2 separate regions of the Mus musculus genome follow, and region 1 is linked to region 2. Evidence: chromatin contacts called from public HiChIP or PLAC-seq data. All regions are on one chromosome and are shown on one strand. The core of a region is the stretch at or near the end of the contact, and the rest is flanking DNA. Distances in the headings are between cores, read along the strand shown. Region 1 overlaps Vti1a (vesicle transport through interaction with t-SNAREs 1A). Region 2 overlaps Vti1a (vesicle transport through interaction with t-SNAREs 1A).

The links. HiChIP or PLAC-seq counts read pairs in DNA pulled down with a chosen protein or histone mark.
Region 1: a contact with region 2 is called in an HNF4G HiChIP or PLAC-seq map of pancreatic cancer cells. The contact joins two enhancer-like sites. A contact is called at or near these places in 7 of 484 Hi-C or Micro-C datasets (MC3T3-E1-derived osteoblasts, bone marrow-derived dendritic cells, brown adipocytes and 4 more) and 5 of 115 datasets of contacts at active chromatin or transcription factors (the 230-238 cell line, astrocytes, extraembryonic endoderm stem cells and 2 more).

The regions. Positions count from the first base shown.
Region 1 is chr19:55,541,393-55,545,266 of GRCm38.p6, forward strand. All of the region lies in intron 7 of Vti1a (vesicle transport through interaction with t-SNAREs 1A), which reads left to right. Among named protein-coding and RNA genes, the nearest start is that of Gm41871, 160 kb to the right of the region's middle. Within about 2 kb of position 1,254, at least 99 of the 459 cell types and tissues checked have an H3K27ac peak or open chromatin away from gene starts, as enhancers often do. A contact at or near this core is called in muscle stem cells and pancreatic cancer cells, where this site is marked.
Region 2 is chr19:55,618,099-55,622,313 of GRCm38.p6, forward strand. All of the region lies in intron 7 of Vti1a (vesicle transport through interaction with t-SNAREs 1A), which reads left to right. Among named protein-coding and RNA genes, the nearest start is that of Gm41871, 81 kb to the right of the region's middle. Within about 2 kb of position 2,568, at least 40 of the 459 cell types and tissues checked have an H3K27ac peak or open chromatin away from gene starts, as enhancers often do. A contact at or near this core is called in muscle stem cells and pancreatic cancer cells, where this site is marked.

The DNA of each region.
Region 1 (3,874 bases), core at 4-2,503, 78 kb before region 2:
TTGTGGCACCGAGCTTCGAGGGTCTCCTTTGTTGAACACTTATGAACTTACAGCCCTGAGAGTACTTTAGGAAACTTGCTGGCTGAGAGGATGAGGAGAGTGGATAAACGGGAGAGAAGGCCAAAATAACAGGGGTAGGAAACCTTTAGCTCATAAAATACTGCTTTTTCCCATTTTTAGGAAGGGCATCTCTGGAGGCGCACCTCCGTCAAGCACGATAGGCAGCAGGCCCTCGCGCCTCTTTTCCTTGCCAGATATTTGTTGCAGACTGGAAGACATTTTATGATATTTATTTGATGACACACACCTGCTGGGTAGATGAAAAGCGACAGCTCCTGAGGATGACCCACTTCAAGGGCACAGTAAGCTTCTGAAGACTTTGGCAGGCTACCCTGCATCTTTGCAGTGCCTGTTGATGTCACTTGTTGCTCGTATCTGAGACCAGGGCCTTGTACACGTGTTGGAGGCAGGCTGCTAACCCCAGGGAAGAGATTTCTGAACCACTAACTACTTTGTAAGTACACCAAAGCCTGGCAAGGCAGCTGCTTTGTCAAGCAAACTGCAAACTTGTGAAGAGCTCATCTCAGCAGTCAGGATGTGCATCAACACAGGAGCGCACCAGCTGGGAGCGGACCTCCTAGGCTCCCCAGAGAGGAGATGAGTCCAAGGAGAAGGTATGGGTCCCATAAGGTCCCACTCAAGGGAAGATGCCAGGGAAGGAAGGGATGCATCGTTTTTCTAAGAGTTCACAGGGTAAAGAGAGGTTCCGGTTGGGATCAAGAAAGAGCAAGAAACATTTGAAACATGTGGGACACTCCTCCCATCCATCCTGTGCAGCCAGCCCTCTTGTCTCAGGCTTCCTTCACCCACATGAAGTCATGGCAGAGTAAAGATCTGGTAAAATGGGGAGGGGGCATCTGTCTAGTGAGAAACTTTACATGATATAAATTTTGGAGAGGCACAGCAGCAGGCATGCACAGGGGTGTTCTTAACTGTGTTGCACTTGCTGCCGTGGGATGCCTGGCCTGAGATGAAGAAGCTGGATAAAGGAGCATTAGAGCAGGGCTACGAACAGCAGCATGGAATGGCAAGGCAGGGGCTATGGGTGGGCACTCTGCACAAACCCAGTGAGGGACAGGGCCGGGCTTGCTACCCAAACACAGCTTCAAACTGTGCACTGCACTTCTTCCTGCCCTGAGCTTTGCTGTACAGAAAATCTAGAGGTTCAATGAGGGTGGGGAGAAAGTGACTCACTGCTAAAGAATGATAAACTCTGAATCATGACTGGATGAGGACGATGCTTGTTGATTCATAGGAAGTCTTGTCTGTGACTTCATGCGCATGTCTGGAAGCCTGGCTGGAAAGACATGCTGCAAGCTTGTGTTGTCTGTGACGGCCTCGCCTGCTCAAGTTCTCTCCTCTTCCTCTGTCACATACTGTACCCCAGGTCACCTTAAGTGTGCAAGCTGGAGACTCAAGACCAAATCATTCCAAATAGCTTCTTTTATTTTTCCTACGTTTGGGAGACAGAAGATGCACTCAGAGCCAAGTTTGCCTGGAGCTTTGGGCTAAGACACTAGTCATTTCAGGCAATGGAAGAGAAAGTAAAGGACGGTGTCTACTTTGACGTGAAAGGCAGAACCAATAGCAAGTTCTTACACAGTTGATTTCAAGTCGGATTGTGGGTACAGACTTCACAACTTTAAACCAGCCTATTGTGTGTGCTGTCCCTAATGGAGGCTTCCGTTTTAACACAGACACAGTGAACAAACATTGATTTCTGCAACTATTTTCCGTTGAAACTACCTGATACCTAAGTACCGGGTGGGGTGACTTCCCCCTCGCTTTCCGTGAGCTAGAAAAGACCGTAACTACTTGTAAACCCAGCTCAAGAGTTATGCATGTGAATGGTGTTGGCCAAGGTGTTGAATGCAGCCATCGTAATGATGGTGCCCTCTCACAAAGCTAAGCAAGCAGGAATAATGCTAAAATGAGGGACAGCCATTTATTTACTGTACTTGGCATTGTTCACTCTAATAATGCGTTTCAACACAGTAGAACTGCTAGATAATGCGGCTGTGGCTTTTATGCCCGTCATTGTTATTTAAATGAACAGTCGACTGCACTGTAATGAAGAAATGCATGCATTTCCCCAACTCACTTATCAACCAGGATTCCAGGAAAATGAGAATTTGTGTCTGTCTTCATTCACAGAGCAAACTGGAGGTCACTGTTTTCAATGTGAACCTTTTTTTTTTAGCTTTTCAACACTGAATAATTAGGAGTCGCTGCTTCTGAAATTACCTGTATTCACTAGAGAGAAGAAAGACTTTTATCTTCACGATGAAATACATGCTCTCATTCAGACTTGGCCATTCTTTCTCCTAATAGCATTTTACACCGTCGAGTCAATCCTAGGTAGTAAAATAAAAGAATGTCATTTCCAGAGCCACAATAGCCTTGTTTATTATTTACCTCCCTAAAATTCAGCTGCTCCTGAAAAATAATATAAATGTAAAAATGGGTTTAAAGCAATCGAACATATAAAGCAATTATCCACATAAGATGCCATTATAGACACACACATGTACTCGGCACTCTGATTTAAATTTAATTGATCCTTGAGTCTTATAGTTTAATGACTGTGTGCCTCTATTGAGTTTTTAATAGCTTTTATTGAGATATGATTTGCATACCACATACCCACCCATTTAGATGTATAGTTCCCTGGCTCTTAGCATATTTGCTTAGTCAGACAACCACCACCACCAAAGTCAATTCTGAAATATTTTCATCACCCTTAAAAGAAAATATTCCTTGTCCCTCCCATCTCCTGACAATGGCCCATCTTCCTCTGTCTCTATAGGTTTGACTGTTTTGGTCATTTCACATGCACAGAGTCAAACATCATGGGCCGTTTTGTGTCTCCCTTCTTTCACTTAGCATAATGAATTCAAGGGCCATCCATGGTGAGGCGTGTGTTAATACCAAGTGTCTTTTGGTTGGCCAGTAGCCTTCTCCTATACTGTGCATGTGCGTATATACATACTTTACCAGTATACTCACAAGCTTTATTCATCTGCTTATCTGCCAAGATGTGAACTTCTGGGTTGTCTCCGCCTGTTGCCTATAATGAATAATGTTGTTGAAAAGCTTTTCTTGTGAATGTATGTTTGCATTTCCCCTTTCTGTGTACCTAAGAATAGAATCCTAAGTGATAACGGTACCTCCTCTGCTTGACTTTTGAGGAAATGCCAGCTGTGTGCTGAGGGGAGTGTTGTGGTTCACGGCCCAGCAGCTGTGTGTTGGGCTCTGACTTCCTGACTTCCTTCCCACCACTTGTTATTGTCTGTCTTTCTGTTAGGGTTGCTTGGCACAGATGGGGAAGCCTCGTGGTTTGCTCTGGCATTCTCCAATGGCTAAATGATGGCAAGCATCTTCTCTTGTGTTTGCTGCCATTTGTATTTCTCCTTTGGAGATGTATCCGTTTCTCTGAGTTTTTACAAATTCTGTTCCCTGACCTCAGGAATGTAGTTACAGAACCAAGTTGGACACAGATGCACCCCTCACAGGGAGGGACTTTCAAATGAGTACACAGACTAAAGATGTTATTTTTACAGTAGAAGCTTTTGGGAATTACAGAATAACCAAATTGTTCCCAGGAATCAATTTACTTCTAAAACTTTATTTTGCCAATTTTGTTAGTAAAACGGTTACTAGTGGTCTGGAATCACACACGGTTGAAGATTGGCTTATCTGGCCAAACACAAGGACATATACCTGTAATGCCAGCAGCTGGGCCACAGAGACAGGAAGGTTACGCACTGAGAGGCAGGCAGCCTGGGCAGCACAATGAGGCTGAGACCAGAGAGCC
Region 2 (4,215 bases), core at 1,318-3,817:
GAAATGGTCTCTTGCACAGTTTCAAAGACCTGAAATCTGAAGCCAAGAAGTTGACTGGCCCATGCTCTCTTCAAAGCCTTGAGCCTTCCTTGGCTCTTCTAGTTTCTGGTGTTGCTCCTTGTGCTTGTGGTAACAAAACTCAGTTTCTGTCTACTCTTCTACGGCCTTATTGCCCCTATCCCCCTGGGTACTATTGATATAAGGACAGGTGGCCACCTTAAATCCAGATTGTTTGTTTTCAAGATTATTAATGAAGACTTTCTTCTAAATGAGGTCAATCACCTCATGAGCTTTCGGGTGAGCTGACTTTGGGGGGAGGGGGAGACACTGTCCAATCAGTACGGTTGGAGGTGAAAATCTCCAACGAAAGTTAACTACATCAAAAGAACTTGTCTATAATGATAAGTTTAAGTGTGACCCTTCAGGTGTGGGGCTCACAGACAGACCCGGAATTGACACGATGTCTTCATTTCTTTCTCTTTGTCTGTTGACCCTGTGGTCCACTGGCAGGAGACATGCTCCTCTCCAGCACTACGGTTAGAATCATCTTCAGTAGGCCACCATTGTCCCTGCAATCAGACCCAGTAGAGAGGGACTAGACTTTTTCCCTTGGTTCTCTAGGGAAATCCCCAGCAGGCTTTGTGGTTTGGGTGTCAGGCCAGCTTTCGAACACTTGTTTGTGCAAGAAACAGAGAGTTTTAATTGGTAGGACTTGCCTGTGAACCAAGACGGAGCCCACCCCCAAGGCAGGCTCAAGGGAAGGTGCAAGCTGTGCCAACCCTTGTGTACAAGCAAGGGCGCTGCCGTCATCCTTACTAGACAGTGGCCAGTAGCTAAGCCTTATGCTGTGCTTGTGTGCAAGAACCCCTTCAAGGTCACAGGCTGTCTCCCAGGTGACCTCAATCCTCAGGCCCTTTGGCGCACATGACCTTGACCGCCTGCCTCAGATTCCCAAGTAGCTGGATCTTTGGTTGCCTACACCACCAACACACTCTTTTTTTTTTTAACATCTCTACCAAGCTCTATGTCCGAGAGATACAAAAGATAAAAGAGATTCGGGCTGTGGAAGGGCCACTTTCTACCGGAGAAAACTTCACAGAAACAGAAAATCAGACACCTGTGTGGTTAGCATAGTGGGAAGCAAAGAGCAGGGAAATCCAAGCTTGAGCTGGCCCAGTCCGGAAGCCCTTATTAGAGGGCGCCATAGATCAAAGCCCCGGTGAGGAAGCTCTGTGACTCAACCCGAAGTGCTCTTTGGTTACAAATAATATAGGACCCAAATCAGGCAGTATTGAAAAAATGAAGTTAATTTATTTTCTCATATTAATCAAAGTTCAAAGGAAGGGTGGCTTGCTATAGAGGTTGATCATGCTTTCAGGGCGGGGTCCTAATTGTCTGCTCTTCCATGGCCAAGCTTGTTTCTTAGGCTGACTTCCTCATGCAAAGAAAATGGCTGCTAGCTGGCTTCAGTCACTGTAGCCAGGGAAATAGAGTGAGCACACTGGCCAGTCTGGCTTAGGTCACACCTCCACCTTTGGAGCCAGGGCAGCATGGGATGCTGCAGACGACCCTTACCTGTGCCTGTCCAGATGCAGTGGCCGAGCAGCTTGCCAAGTGCTCATAGACACCATTGCCCACGAACATGCAGCCGCCTCTGCTGAAGAAGCTCCCTGCCCTTCCAGGTGAAGATCCGTGACTGAGTGGATGCAAAACGAGCCCAGCTTTGGGCTGGCAAGGTGACTGGGCAAGTAGAAGTGCCAGCCACTAAGCCTATGAGTTTGAGTTTGGCTGAAAGCTGTACAGTGAAAGAAAAGAGACAAGTCCTCTGGGCTCCACACGGACACTGGCGTGCACACAAGTAAACAAACATGTAAATGAACAAATGTGATTTTAATATCTGTATTTAAAAAAACCAACCTTTGAAGATAAAGAAACAATAATTGAATCACCAGGCGTAGCGTGAAATATTTAAAAAACAATCCATGCTATCCAATCCAGGAAGGCGTTACAAGCCATAGTTAGACCATGGCTGCTGGGCCATGTGCACCCCACACTTCACTGCACCTAGGCGGCCCCTCCCCTTGACTGAGAGGAGCAGTTGTCATACTGCAGTAACAAACAATCCCCACACCTATCACCTTTGAACAAATATTCTGTGGACCCAGGAGAGGCCACGGGGCAGTGACCGTCCAGGTGATAGCAATGGGGTGCAGGTCCCGTGTCCTGTCTCTGCAGTCTCTGGAAGGTTCAGGCTCTACATCTAAATATGGGGATAGGAAGCCCACTAGAGGATAGAGCACCGAAAGTCAACCACGTGCCCATGCCAATGCACACCACCAAGGACTAGGTCAGGGCAGTGAGTGCTGGACATCTCCAGAAGCTCCCTGAAGAGTGCCCTCGGTGGTACGGTCCCCAATGCCCCTCACGCAGGAGGAGATGAGGGAGCCACCTGCCTCCTTCACGTGAACCAGCCTTCTGTAATTCTGCATGCCACACACAGGAGCAGTTTCCAGAAGGGGAGGAGACGGGCAATGGAAGATTAACTGCTCCCCGGGTTCCAACAGAAGGATCAGTGTTTTCAATAATACTGTGTGAGTTTAACCTCAAAGTAAATGGTTAATTCGTCTTCTATCAACAGCACTGTGATTCATAATGTAAACTTGGAGAATTCTTGATGTTTCGGGCCACATTCCTTTTAATTTGCCTCTGCATTCTTTTAAAGCCACAGTGTGCTCACTTGATAAAATGCAGCGTGCAGATGCACGGGTTTCTGCCTGGAGGCGATTTAGCCTGGCTGGTTCCGTGGACGTCTTCTTTCAAGTGTATACTCTTTCTTAAATTATTTACTGGGTAAACACACTTTGCATTTTCAAGAGGGATATTAAGACTGTTTGCTGCTGGCCTGGTGAAACATCAAGGCCCCTTACCCAGAGTTAACAGCAAGTTACTTGGGGCTGCCCCCAGAGTTCTTTTCTGGCTCACTAGCAGAGTTCCTTGACCTGGCCGGCTTTTCTGATTCCTCCCAACTCTACAAGTGTGCATTCAGTTCTGTTGCCCAGAGTGACCAGGATTGGCCAACAGCAGTGGGCAGCGGCTGTTCCCCAAGCTTCTTCAGCTAGGGTCTGCCACTGCCAGCCGTTATGTCCCCTCTCCCTTCTGGGTCAGCCCTGTCCACTCAGGCGGGTCATTTTCTGTCCCTAGAGAGACACATTTGCTGAAGCACTTCACAGTCCAAATCTAGGCTGGCGGCCTGGTCTCTGGGTGTTCTAATTCCTTCTGCCCTCTGCCCTTCATCTCAAATGTCTGGCATCCCTTTTTGTAGTAGCACTAATGTCTTCCACCACCGGCGCACACTGGCCCGGGTGGCCAGTCATTCCTCTTCCTTCTGGGAGAAGAGCCAGGGCTGCTCTCAGGAGTCACTGTAGCGTGTGGCTCCATCTTTAGGGCTCGTTTCAACTTTGACCTCCATCCTTCCCTACTCTTACATTTCGTGCCAAGGGAATTTGCCCGGATCTCTTCTGCCTTCTTCCCAGCATGGGAGGATTATACCGACCAAGGCCGTGCTCGGTCGTCACAGTCCCTGGAAAGTTAGTTCTCTGCCCCGCTCCCACGTGCCAGCCACACCTAAAGCATAATGTCCAAGCTTCAGAGATGAATTCTACACGGTCACTACAAATAGATCCATCAGAGCCGCAGGGGCGTGGTGACAAGGATGCCAGTGGACATGGCTGCACAAGCCAGGGGACTTGGGGACTCCGGTGTGCTTACTCTATTACCATGTTCCAGACTCAACTAGTGACGTCCATAGTTACCCATCCTGCCTGTCCATCGGACACTTGCGGCCCTCATCCCACACTGTGGGTGGGACACACTACCACACTGAGAGTCACACACCGTGTCAGGTCACTAGGGCAGAACCTTAAGTTTCATGCTTTGAATCTGCTTTACTGCTGAGATTCGGTTTCCTGATTTGTTTTGTAAATCTGACACGTGGGGTAAACAGAGGTTTGAACAGTGACCTCGGCATAATGGGAGCTGAGGGGACCATTCCAAAGACTTGTCTCCCTCCCAGAGAAAAGGAGAAAAACCAACTTGAATGTTAGAGGATGCCTAAGTAGGTCCAGCCAGCGTTCCTAATTAGCTTCACTTTAATAAACTGGAATCCTATTCTTATTTACTTACTGAGTGGGACAGAGACTCCTTCCTGCCTCCCTG